Regions from separate parts of the Sus scrofa genome. Here region 1 is linked to region 2. Evidence: chromatin contacts called from public HiChIP or PLAC-seq data. All regions are on one chromosome and are shown on one strand. Each heading gives the region's core, a stretch centred on a gene start, on an enhancer-like site or on the middle of the called end of the contact. The rest is flanking DNA. Distances are from core to core; before and after follow the strand shown. Region 1 has its middle 93 kb from the start of EGLN3. Region 2 has its middle 190 kb from the start of SPTSSA.

The links. HiChIP or PLAC-seq counts read pairs in DNA pulled down with a chosen protein or histone mark.
Region 1: an H3K27ac HiChIP or PLAC-seq map of skeletal muscle shows a contact between it and region 2, with 2.6 times the contacts expected there. The contact joins two enhancer-like sites. A contact is called at or near these places in 1 of 47 Hi-C or Micro-C datasets (embryonic fibroblasts) and 1 of 2 datasets of contacts at active chromatin or transcription factors (skeletal muscle).

Annotation. Positions count from the first base shown.
Region 1 is chr7:65,709,404-65,715,470 of Sscrofa11.1, reverse strand. No RefSeq gene overlaps it. Among named protein-coding and RNA genes, the nearest start is that of EGLN3, 93 kb to the left of the region's middle. Within about 2 kb of position 4,745, at least 14 of the 83 cell types and tissues checked have an H3K27ac peak or open chromatin away from gene starts, as enhancers often do. A contact at or near this core is called in skeletal muscle, where this site is marked.
Region 2 is chr7:65,487,755-65,494,095 of Sscrofa11.1, reverse strand. No RefSeq gene overlaps it. Among named protein-coding and RNA genes, the nearest start is that of SPTSSA, 190 kb to the right of the region's middle. Within about 2 kb of position 2,770, at least 22 of the 83 cell types and tissues checked have an H3K27ac peak or open chromatin away from gene starts, as enhancers often do. A contact at or near this core is called in skeletal muscle, where this site is marked.

The sequences.
Region 1 (6,067 bases), core at 3,496-5,995, 220 kb before region 2:
CTTGACCTCCAAAAAGAGACCAAGGTCACCAAGTCTCCCTATCAGGATTTCACTGATCTTTTTGTAAAGACCTACACCAGGGCCTACGTGCAGACTCCCAGAGTTTTACGTAAGAAAAATAAAGTGAGTTAAGCATGTTTAAAAAACAAAACAAAACAAAACTGGCCAGCAATTTTTACCTACTCCCTGCTGTGAATTTCTCCCCTCCCCTTTTCCCTCTCCTCCCTCCCTTTGCCTCTATCTCACACACACACACACACACACACACATCTCGGCAGCAGCTGTAGCCGGACAATATCTTCATCCTGGATGCCTTCCTGATTTCTAACACACAGCTGTTGGATTGGCCCTCACTCACCCTCTCCAGCTGTTGTTTGCAGAATTAGAAGCTGGACAACTGAGGAAGAAGAGGCAAAGCTATGCTAAGTAAAGCAGGGCAGAGTTAACCTACTCCTTTTCTGGAATCTCAAGGATCCAAGGACTGTGCTGCAGGGATCAGGACCAGCCATTCAGGCCCCAGAAAAATACCCGTCCACCTGCCTTCACTCATGCAGCCGGAAACCCAAGTCCTTGTTTAGGTGGTTGAAGAAGCTAAACCATTTGCCATATTTCAACCATGACCGCTGTGATGACAACTCCCAAATCTTCATCTTTGGCCGGGACCTTGGGCCCCAGATCTAAATTTCCAGGGTCATCAGGACATCCTGCCAGCCCCTTAAATGACAGGTGATCTTTGTGGAGATCCCATTCCCAGCCTAGTGGAGCCTCCTGCTGGGTTCCCCCTCCCAGTGACATCCTCACCCCAACACTCTGCCCCCACCCCCACCCCATATGCACAGGCTGGGAACCTCGGGTCACCTTCAAAGCCCTCTTCTTCTCCATTCCCACACCCATCCTATCTCTCAGATCTGTCCCTTACATTCGTTTCTACAAAAACAATCCTCTCTCACCTAAATTACTGCACTACTCTGGCTGCTACAGACTGTCTCATTTCTGTCCTTACCTAGACACTATTTCCCAACTCACTGAAACTTTGTTCCCTGCTATAAAAGATGCTCCTGAACAAGTTTTCCAAGGACCTCCATAATTTACCTGCCACCCCTTTTCCCCATCTGTCCCTGGATACCTCCCAATCTTCCAGTTGTTACAAACAACCTTGTCTCTTTAAAGCATGCAAATACGTCTCACTGTTGCTCATACTACTTCCTCAGTACAGAATTTCTTTCAGTCCTTTCTCAGATGATTAACATGGAGTCCTGGATCAGAGACTGCCTCCTCACCTGGAAAATCTGTTTCCTCTTCATTTCCATGATTCTTTGCGATTTGGATATAAATATTGATACAGATTATTTTTTAAGAGTCGTTTACATGTCATGTCATCTTATGCCTTAGCCCATCCCCCCCTTCATTCCGTATATTATAATGCTGAGGCCCAGGGTCGGCATTCACTCCTTAGTTGCTCAGGGAATAGTTACTGAATTAAAACCAATTCCTAGAAAGAAAAGGCCAACACAACAGGTGAAACCAGGATAAGATTAGCTTCACAAGGCAGCATTGGGGTGGGGAGGAGATGGTCATTGAAAGAGCGATACAAGAGAAAAGTGTTGGAGGTGGGGGCCAAAGAGAGACCACCCCTTACTTCGGTAGTGAGGAAAAGGGAGGAGGTCCACCCCACCCCAAGTTTCCAGTTCCCTCAGGGATCCGCAAGCTCCATCTACAGAAAGAAGTCTGACTAAGCAATATCCCAATGCCTGTGCTGTAACAGAACAAATTTAACCCCGCCTTAGGGTTAAGAGTTAAGAAACCGACCCCAAGCACTGAGCTCACTGGGCCAAGCACACACCACATTCCCCAGAGATTTCCTTAAATGTGGTAACCCGATACTAAATCTTCCCTCTGTGTTGATGGCGTATTTAAACTGTGGTTCTTTCACTTGAAATCTTTTAAAAGAAAAAGCCTCAGGGGACTGCTGATGAGAGTAATTACAAGGAAAGCACACATCCTAAGCCAAAAGTTTCTTCGAAAACTTAAACATCAACCCAACTGAAGTGACTAAAAGCTGAGAAAGTGGTGAAGACAACGAATTATTTTTTAAAACTCGTTCAAATCTCCTTTGTTAAGCCCCTACCCTATTCATGGAAGCCACTGGATCCAGCTGTTACTTGTCACACAAGGTAGGAGGTGTGATCTTCACTTTGGAAATGAGGAAATTGAGATTCAGGAGGATGCATGTGAGAGTACATGCTTCTGAGCGAGCTAATAAGCTTCTGAGGAGAGACCATGTACAGTTAATCCCATACTGCCCTCCACGGCATCAAAGAATAGTTTGTGTTCAATAAGTACTTGCTGAGCCTCAAAATGAAGATTTCCCTTTTGTGGAAGACATACCCTTGGGAATTTTTCTGCTCTCCATAAGCCAGAAATCATCTCCTCCCGCCTCTGAATTGCCACGTGGAGCCCCCAGACTTCCACCCCCCCACCGATGCCATAATTGATGAGCGCCCCCAGTGGGCACGCTCCAATCTGCACCCTGCAGCTGCCGGGCCACGCCTCCCTCGGCGTTCCAGCCATTGAGTGAGGTGCTCACGTGGTGGAGTATGCCTCTGACCTTCAGCTTTGTTGGCTGATCTGCTCCATCACCTCACTGACTTTTACCCAGGCTGCACGAGAATATAGAGGATGGTCCTCCTCATACTTCCCTCTGGGATCAGACGAGCATCAGTGTGATGAGTCTCCCAGCTTCTTCCAGCTCCCTCATTTTTTAAATTACGCATGACCCCATCCCATAAAATCCTAGCATGTTTAATACTGTCTTGGTGTCTGCTTCTTGGAGGAATGGGGACTAACATCCCAGTTTCTGCTTTAATAAATAATAATTTTCATTCATTTCAGAATATTGAGTAAGCTCCTATTGATGCCTGGAATACAGTGGTGAATAAGAACAGCATTATTGATGCCCTTAAGGAGCTGGAGAATGAATCAAATAATTACAAAAATTAAAAGCACAAGGAGCTACGATGAGATGTAACAGGTTCCTGAGCTAATCTATGGGTTTGAGAGAGAACACCCTTAAGAAGAGTGAATTAAGATGAGACCTAAGGATGAGGAGTTAACCAGGCAAAGGGGTGGAGTATTTCAGGCTGATGGAACAGAAGGTGCAAAGGCTCTGAGGTGGTAGGAAGCTCAACAAACCAAAGGACGCAGAGGCAGAGAATGTGGAGCAATGAGATTGAAGGGGAAGGCACTGCCCATCTCAGAAGGCCCTGTGAGCCATCTTGGGAATTTGGAAGATTATTTCTCTTTCTAGAGTGAAAATTCTTTGAAAGCAAGTACCTGGTAGTGCCCCTCTTTGCCAGGTCTAGTATAATGTCTGGCTCAAAGTAAACACTCACTAAATATTTAAGGAATCAAAGTAATGTAAATCAATGAGGAAATAATTCAATGTTTGCGTTGTTATCTCTAACATCAAGGATGTAGCAAATTAGCTACAAATGTCAACCAGAAGAAGCTTCTGCGCCTCCACAAGCTGATAAGACCAATGATAACAATGAGAGGATGATCAAGCATCAGTCTAATCCTTGTGGAGGTGGAAACAAGGAGATGCCACAGCATCGGGCATGATGGCGAGTAGGAGCAAGCCCTGAATCAGGCTGCCTGGTTCAAATACTGGCATTGCCACTTCCAACCTAGGTGGCCTTGAGCGAGTTACCCAATGTCAACGCATCTCAGTGTCCTCACATGTAAGGCACAGTTGACCATACTACCTCGACTGGAGTGCTGGTGGGGGACCACGGGAAACCACTACGAAAAGCCCTTAGAAGGCTCCCTGGGGCATCACATGTGTTCAGTAAATGACACCAGTTGTTAGTATTCAAACATGGTTTTCTCTGCTGATATAAGAGAACAGGGAGCCTTCCCAAACCGGGGTGAGTTATCACAATCCATCTGTCATCAGAACCGAATGGGATCGGCATTTCCACTGTGGTTCAGTGGTAACGAACCCAACTAGTATCCATGAGGATGCAGATTCGATCCCTAGCCCCACTCAGTGGGTTAAGGATCCAGTGTTGCCGTGAGCTGTGGTGTAGGTTGCTGACATGGGTTGGATCTGACGTGGCTGTGACAGTGGCTGTGGCATAGGCCAACTATTGCAGCTCTGATTCAACCCCTAGCCTGGGAACTTCCATATGACGTGGGTGCGGCCCTTAAAAGACAAAAAATGAATTAAAAAATAAAAATAAATAAACCACGTGGGATTACTTCTGATGTAAGAGGCCAGTTTTGAGGACCAGCTAGGTGGGCTGCAGACCCTGGGGCCTGGCCAAGAGACCAGGCCCGGACATGCATTTTACTCAAACCCTGAATTCCACCTTAGTATTTAAATCTAGACCTGAACGTGAGACCAGACAACATGCCACTAACGTGTAAGGATATGCAATATACTCACCGAGCAGGCAGTGCTGCAGAAAGCACACGCTGCTTGCAGGCTTCCTGTTCTGGAGGGCAGAGGCTGTGCCTTTTGGCTCCATTTCAGAACAGCAAAAGGCAGCACTACGAGCAGATGCAGCTCAGTTCCTGCCTTCTGGGTTTGTTTTCCCATGTCCGACACTGCTGTGAGAGCCCAAGCTTAGAAGAAAATGCTTATGGAATCAAAAAGGATGAAAGGAGGAAAACTACCTGGCTCCCACCCCGGGCACAGTGTCCCAGCTGGCTCCGGCTGCCTTGGAATGGGGCAGGGTGCTTGGGATGTAATTGCTGGGCACAGATATGAGGCATGCAGGCCTACGTGCACAACAGCACACACCACCGGGCCAGGAGGGACTCTGTTTGGTGAGTGTCCATCTGATAACAACCCAGATCCTTGAGATGCCAGCTGCCTGCCAAGCTGGACATGTCCGTACAGTGGCACCCAGAGGTCTAGGAGACAGAACAAAGGACCTGTTATTGACTAGACCTGTATAAGCATGTCATCCTTACCAAAACAAGTCTTGGACCAGGCTGGCAGAGAGGCTGTATCCAGGCAACCTGGAGTCTAGAACAGAGCCTGTCAAATTCTAAAAATTCTGTGGAGTTCCCGCTGGGGCCTCAGTGGGTTAAGAAACTGACTAGTATCCATGAGGATACAGATTCAATTCCTGGCCCCACTCAGTGGCTTGACGATCTGGCGTTGCCGTGAGCTGTGGTGTAGATCACAGATGCAGCTCAGATCCAGCACTGCTGTGGCTGTGATGTAGGCTGGCAGCTGCCACTCCTCAAGCCTGGGAACTTCCATATGCAGCAGGTGTGGCCCTAAAAAGGGGGAAGGGGGGGGGCTCTCTGAGGGTCGTTTCAATGTCAGTGGATGAACCTGGGACTCTTGCTAGGATTTGGCACGTGTGTTTATAGCTTCCCAAGAGTATTCTTTTCTGTGCCTCCCACTGTTGCCAGGCCCTGAGAGTGCTGGCTGTCTTGGTACCCTCTTCTCTAGGCCACAGCTTCCCTCCAGGTCTGAAACCTTCCCTCTCCACATTCCATTAGGATATCATACTAATTATGGCCAACACATATTTACTGCTTACACTGGCCCCTTACTGCTCTAAATGCTTTACATATATTTTAGCTCATTTACTCATGGTAGCAACCCTATGAGATGTGTTCCATTATGTCCCCACTTAAGAGATGAGTAAACTAAGGGACAGAGTGGTTAAATAATTTACAAAAGAGTCACATGACTCATACAGTGGCAGAACCAGGAAGCAAGTCTGGGTAGTTTGGAGGCAGGGTCTCTGGGCTTATCCATTCTGCTGTATTTCCTCTCCCTCCAAGACCGATTTCTGACTGATCAAATATTTTTTAAAGGTATGATATTCCTAGGCCTATTCTTCCAGAAGAACTGCTCTCCAGTGCAGAGCTAGGATTCTATAACTTCCTCTTTTGTTTATAGTAAAATGTCGATAAATGAGGAAAAGCTAGGAAGGGAAGCTGCACTGCTTGAGAACTTGGTATCGGCAGTAAATCCTGAGAACTCTGGTGTTTGAGCCAAGTGAGTACTTGGGACAAGTTTCTCAGTTCATACAAGGTATGTCTT
Region 2 (6,341 bases), core at 1,521-4,020:
AATGAATCGTTCCTTCTCTATTCCATTTGCGGTAGTAAAAATTTGGAACAACTTTTTTTTTTCTCTTTTTTTTTTAAATGGCTGCACCCATGGCATTTGTTTGCAACCTACACCACAGCTAGAGCAATGCCAGATCCTTTAACCCACTTCATGGGGCTGGGGATCCTCCACTGTGACAGATCTGCTGCAGTTTGATTCTTAACCCACAGCACCATGGCGGGAACTCCTGGAACAACCTAACTTTCTAATGAGAGGAGATGAGTCTCACATCTGAGCTGCTGCTAAAATCCATGATCTCCATCCTGATCTAGCCAATCTTCACCATGCCATGTAGATGGCACTGGGTTTGGAAGTTCTTGAACCCGAAATCGCCCACATGGGAACAAGAGACACATATCTTTTTGTCCCAATTGCCTCCTTGGGCTGTGCCAGAGAACAGGTTTTCATGGAGCCCTTCCCCAGGGAAGAATAACTCGGAAGAAGAGAAGGGTTGATATTACTGTCCCCAGGAATGAAAGCAGAGGGCAGGGATCAAGGGGAAGTCCAGCTACTGTCTCAGTAAGGGAGTCAAAATCACATTAAATTTTTAAGATTCTCTAAATCTTATGGGTTTGTGATTTGTATTATTCCCAGTATATTAAGCAGCAGTATTAGGAGAAAAGGTTATTTCAAAAATAAACAGACAAGTTAAAAAGAGGAGCTGGTTGCTTATCTTCGGGGACCTAGAGGAATTCAAAGGAGCTGGGGACACCACATCCCTCTGGGGCACAGAACACAAGGGAGTCAGAATTGGTGATGCCAGCACCCAGGAGGAGAGGAAGCAGGTCATGTGCCTAGGACCAGAGGAACAGAGGAGAGAAAGACAAACCCATCTTGGCTGGCAGGAGTGTGTGGGGCTGGCTTTTTCACCTCCTCTGCCAGTTCCTTTACCTTCCCCTAAATGCTTGATTCTTAAATCCATATCCTCAGCCATGCCCTCTCTCCTAACTCCAGACCCACATACCAAACACAATCCCCACAGATGCCCCAGCTCAGCATATGCAAAATGAACTTATCACCCTCTCCACCTCCAACCATATCTCTCTCTTCTCCAGTATCTTTTTTTTCTTTATATGGCCACACCCATGGCATATGGAAGTTTCCAGGCTAGGGGTCAAAAAGGAGCTTCTGCCAGCCTATACCACAGCCACAGCAATGCCAGATGTAAGCTGCATCTGCCATCTACACCATAGCCCACAGCAACAACGGATCTTTAACCCACTAGCAAGGCCAGGGAGCAAACACGAGTCCTCATGGATACTAGTCAGATTTTTAACCGGCTGAGCCACAACAGGACTCCCTCTTCTCCAGTATCTTTGATCTCAGTGGAAGACATTACCAATCTCCCAAGCACCAAGGCTACCATCTCAAACTGCCCTTCTCTCCTCTATAAGCCATTAGCCATCAGGTCCAGCAGTTAGATACCCTGTGGCCCATTCTTTTGCTTCTCCCAGTCCCTGTCCTACTTCAAGTCTTAAAATTTCCTGTAATACCACTGCAGTTGCCCCCTAACTGCAATAGTTCTACCTCCAAACTGCATCAGGTCTGATTTTTACAGTGAATCCTTGTGATTCCGTGAATTTATTTCCATACTGAATTGCATTCAGCCCATCTTTATTTCCACTGATGGTGAGAAGAGTCGAACTCCTCAATTTAAAGACATAATCTCAGACCTAAAGCTCTTTCACATTTCCCCCTTTTTTTCCCTAGGATCACTTTCCAAAACCAACTCTCCACATCAAAGCCCTGCCTTCTGGGGGAGCACAGGCTAAGACACCTTCCAGTCCTATGGTCTAAAGAGCTTCAAAGCTACCTTTCCCCTCCTCTGCATCTACTGGGCTGTGTGTGACCTAGTCTCTACCCACCATCACACAGACTTCAATGGCCTAGGTGGGACACAAGGTGGGTGGTGGAGACACAAGGAAACGGACCGGCATGGCTGCTCTGTTCTGTGGCAGCTCTGGCTGAGGTTCCAGTGTTCCCTCCCCTGCTCACAGGTGCCAAGCAGTGGACAGAGGCTCCAGCGGGAGCTTCACAAGATCCATCACCTGTGTGGTTGGCAGTTCTCCAGGCTACACTGCTCCTGGCTGGATACTTTCCAACCTTGGTTCTCTGGTCTTCCTGAAATTCCAGAAACCACTACTCTAACAAGTCCCTTTCTAATAAAATTGGCCTCTATGGTTCTTTTTTCTGAAATTAGGAATCCAGATCCAATGCAGTTATCAAAAGTCTTATTCATTGACAGAGATTTTTTTTTTCTCTAAGCAAGAAGCTGCCCCTTTACACTGAGGGTTGAGCAAAAATATCATGTATCTAGACATTTTTACACTAGGAGATTTTTTTAATAGCTCTTATATTTCCACCTATGAGGATTCATTTAGACAGCTTGAATCCATGCCTTGTTATTAATCATAAAGGCAAGAGTTTTACAAACCTTGGATGCACAAAGTCCTGTTAATACTTAATGTATTTCATGTATTTTAATAATAACAGCTACATTTTTAGTGCCTATTATGCCCCAGTGACTGACATATTCTCAGTATGATATCTGATTAATCCTTACAACCATAAACACTGAAGTTCAAATCACACAAATTGTTAATAGATTCAGTGCTTTAACTCAGATCTTTCTGACCCAAAGCCCATGCTCTCACCCCGGTGCTATGTTCCTCCCTGACCAAAGGCCTTGCTATAATCTGAGCCACAACTTGTGACCAGGGCTCTGCCCTCTGGTTCACACTATGCTATTGGCTGAGCTCCCAGGGGAAGTGCTGGGCTCAGGGAACACATGCCCTAAGTCCTCAGAGACAGGCTCATGGTCTGCCAAGTTCAAGTAAATCAGCTTCCCTTCAGCTCACAGTTGCTGTATTAGTCAGACTTAGTTCTGCTGTGAGTAAAAGAATAATCCGATATAACTAGAGCTCAAATTAGTTTCTCCCTCTGACTTTCAAAAAGTAAGAGGGGTTGATTAGCCCAGGGCTAGAATAGGGCTCCACACTCAGGAACCCGGGTTTCTCCTCTCTTGCTGCTCCTATTCCTAAGGTCTCTTCATGACCCACAATGGCTGCTGGAGTTAAACTACACTTCTGGACTCTGCCAGCAAAAAGAAAAGCATGCAGTCCCTTTCCTATAAGGACGGCCCCTGTTAAGTCGCACTCACCACTTCCTCTAACAACCGCCAGCTGGAACTCAGCTACTACAGGTTCCATGGCTAGAAGGAAAGCTGGGAAGTGTGATCTTCGGGGCACTGGGAGGAGGGAACTGGGGCCAATCCCTGTGCCAAGGCATAAATCTTGGTTTCTACAATTGCGGAAGAAGGATCAGATGAATGGGTCTCAAGGGACAGCTGCCAACTCTGTGACCAGAGCCTTTGATATAAATGGTCCATTTTGGAGTCTTAATTTTTGCATTTATTTCATGGCAGAAACAGGAAACACCAATTCCTTTCTGAAAAGGAGAAAAAGGGTCAAGACCTGAAGAAGTGGGGATAATGAAGGCTTATTAATATTAAGTCAAATGATAGAAATCCAGCAACTTGTCTGTCACCAACTCAGCTTTCCCAACTACCTATTCATTATATTTTCAGCTTTTCAGGAAATCCTCTTTTTTAACATAACTCCAGCCTTTGTGCAGAACTTGCAGGGCAGATCCCTGTCAAATCTCAGATGTAGCCTCTCTGCTGAGAGCACAGGACAAGTGGGGTGGTTATCTGAGCCACAACAATGACCCAAGCCACAGCAGTGACAAGATCCTTAGTCTACTAGGCCACCAGGGAACTCTTAGAAAGTTTTTTTAAAACCCTAGAATATTTTGTCTTACCATTTTAGGGATTTTTTTCTTTAATACAAAAATAATGCATACTTATATTTATCACTTCCAAGGGGATAAAAAAATGTAAAGATAATCCATAATTGCATATATCAGAAATAACCACTGTTAATAAATTGGCATATATCTTTTTTTCATGTATAAATGTGCAAAGATGAAATGATTTCAGACATACTGTTTTATAACTCTCCAAAAATTATGTAGCCACTTCTCCCCCAGCAAAAGACACCAGTATAGTAACCCAATTAATGTAATAGTTAAGCCTCAGAAAGATATTGAAGAAAGGCTAGTGGGAGGCAAAGGGTGAACCCTTGGGCTCCCGAGACAGATCAAGGCTTCATCCTACAATCAGAGTTCTGTACTGTTGTCCATGGAACATGCTGGAAACAACAATTCAGGCCTTCTGAGCCCCCATTTCCTTGTCCACAACATCAGGATAATGATGCTCATATCTCACAAACACCCCAACAAATGAGGTCAACTCTTCTATGAGCTTTGAGTTTTAGGAACAGTGTCTTAGTATTTGAATACGTTGTTGCCTGCTGGTTAAATGGTATTGCTATTATTATGTTACCCGGCTTTGAATTTTAAACTCTCCTTTTTAGAATATTTCTGCTTTCCCCTCACACGCCAATCACTCCTGGACTCTGCTGTTGCTGGTTAAAAGTTTATCAGTTCTAACTTACTTGAACAAACATTCTTATATTTTTTCCATGGAATTTTTTTTTTTTTTTTTTGGTAAATTTGCATGTGGGCAGTATGGTACTTGGAGACAGGAGTTGGTTTTACATTGTTTTGGTATTTCCTGCACCAACTCTCTGCTCCCTGCTAGGCCCATATCACAGGGATGTTTGCAATGCCCAAGACAACGGTGGCTCTTCCATGTTGGGGAGTCACCGCTGTCCCACAAAGCTTCCCTCTTAGAGGCATGAGAGGGTCAGGCACCAAGACTCTAGTGGGAAGTTGTCCAGATGTGACCTGCCAATGCTGGGAAGTGAATTACGCTGTTAGGATAGATTTGCTAAAGCCAGGAGGCCCTTGCTGGGGATTGCCTGGGGCCATTTCACCGATAACTCCTGCTATAAGACAGGGACTGAGAAAAGACCAAACAAGTAACACTACCCCACCCATCCTCAACTCCACCTCCCTCTAGTAATGTTGAGTCCTCAGACCCCACAAGCATGAGAAGCTTTACAGAAAACTTGGCTCTTTCCTTGTTCATTTAAGCCTCACTGTCTTTACCAAGTACCAAGAAATTTGCTCACGGATACACTGGATGATCTAAATACAAGTGCCGATCTCCTAAGGACGTATAAGTTTTTTCTAAACTAAATTATTTTCCCTCCTCTAACGCTATGTTTCTTTTTCTTCTAGTTCTGATTTTCATTCTTCACAATCTTACTTTTCGCCTTCTCTGTGAATTCCTTCACCTTTACAAAAACAAGTCCTTGAACCCTACCCAGCCTCACATGAAAATTCACCAGCAGGAGCTGAGATGATGGCTGTATCTCACACACATTTCGTGATTTCTATCCCACAGGACAGACAGCCTGACCCTCTGGCCCCTATCTCCTCACTTACAACGATTCGGATCCAGCCAGGGATCCAAGCTTCGAAAATAACAGTCAAGAAAACAGGTGTCTTCCGGAGAGCCCGGTCCTTCCCAGATGGGAGAAGCGATTAAGGAGCACAGGAAGTGTTCTCGGCAAAGCCGGGGACAGATTGAGAATTGTGCTGTTTGGCTGAAAGTCATTATTGCCAAGGTCATTATTAAATGGTTGGAAACTATTGTTCGTAAAAGGCACTTGCACAAACGTGAAACTCTCTTCACAGCCCTGTTTAAATTTATCTCAAAACAAAGGGTTGTAGACGAAGAGCTGGACTGCTTCCCTACCCTGCTTTAAACTACACGCAGACACCTCATAAATCTCGGCTCTTGTTTTGGGTCCCCTGACCCCTCCCTGAGGGGCAGGAACACCTCTTCCCTGCCCTTCCCGTAGTGCGCCCTGAGTCCCCAGAGATCCCACGTCAAATACACAAAAGCTGAACAGGAACTAGTCCCTAATTCTCCACTGTGGAAATTTAGGAACAATAATAATTTTTAAAAGTTACAAAATTTATTTCCCTCTAGGGTTCTATGAGAGTCCCACACATTTTAAAACAGCATTTTCCAGTCACCTTCCTACCGTCTCCTTTTCCAGGGTGGAACCTTCAGAGAACTGACCTCATCATCTCCCGCTGGCAGGAAAGCGGCCGAGTTCCCTGGAGCACGATGGGGCCCAGTGCAGGAAGCCCCCCCAAGGTCCTGCCGTGTAATTCCCTGCCTGGTCTAGATTACTCACCCTCCCTCTCAGAGAGACCACATGTTACAGGAACCTGGTCCCAGAGTCTGGGTCTTACCTTGGCTCCTACCCCCAATACCTGTGTCATGTGGAAGATTCCCAGGTGTAGAAAGCAGAGGGAGGCCCAACCTG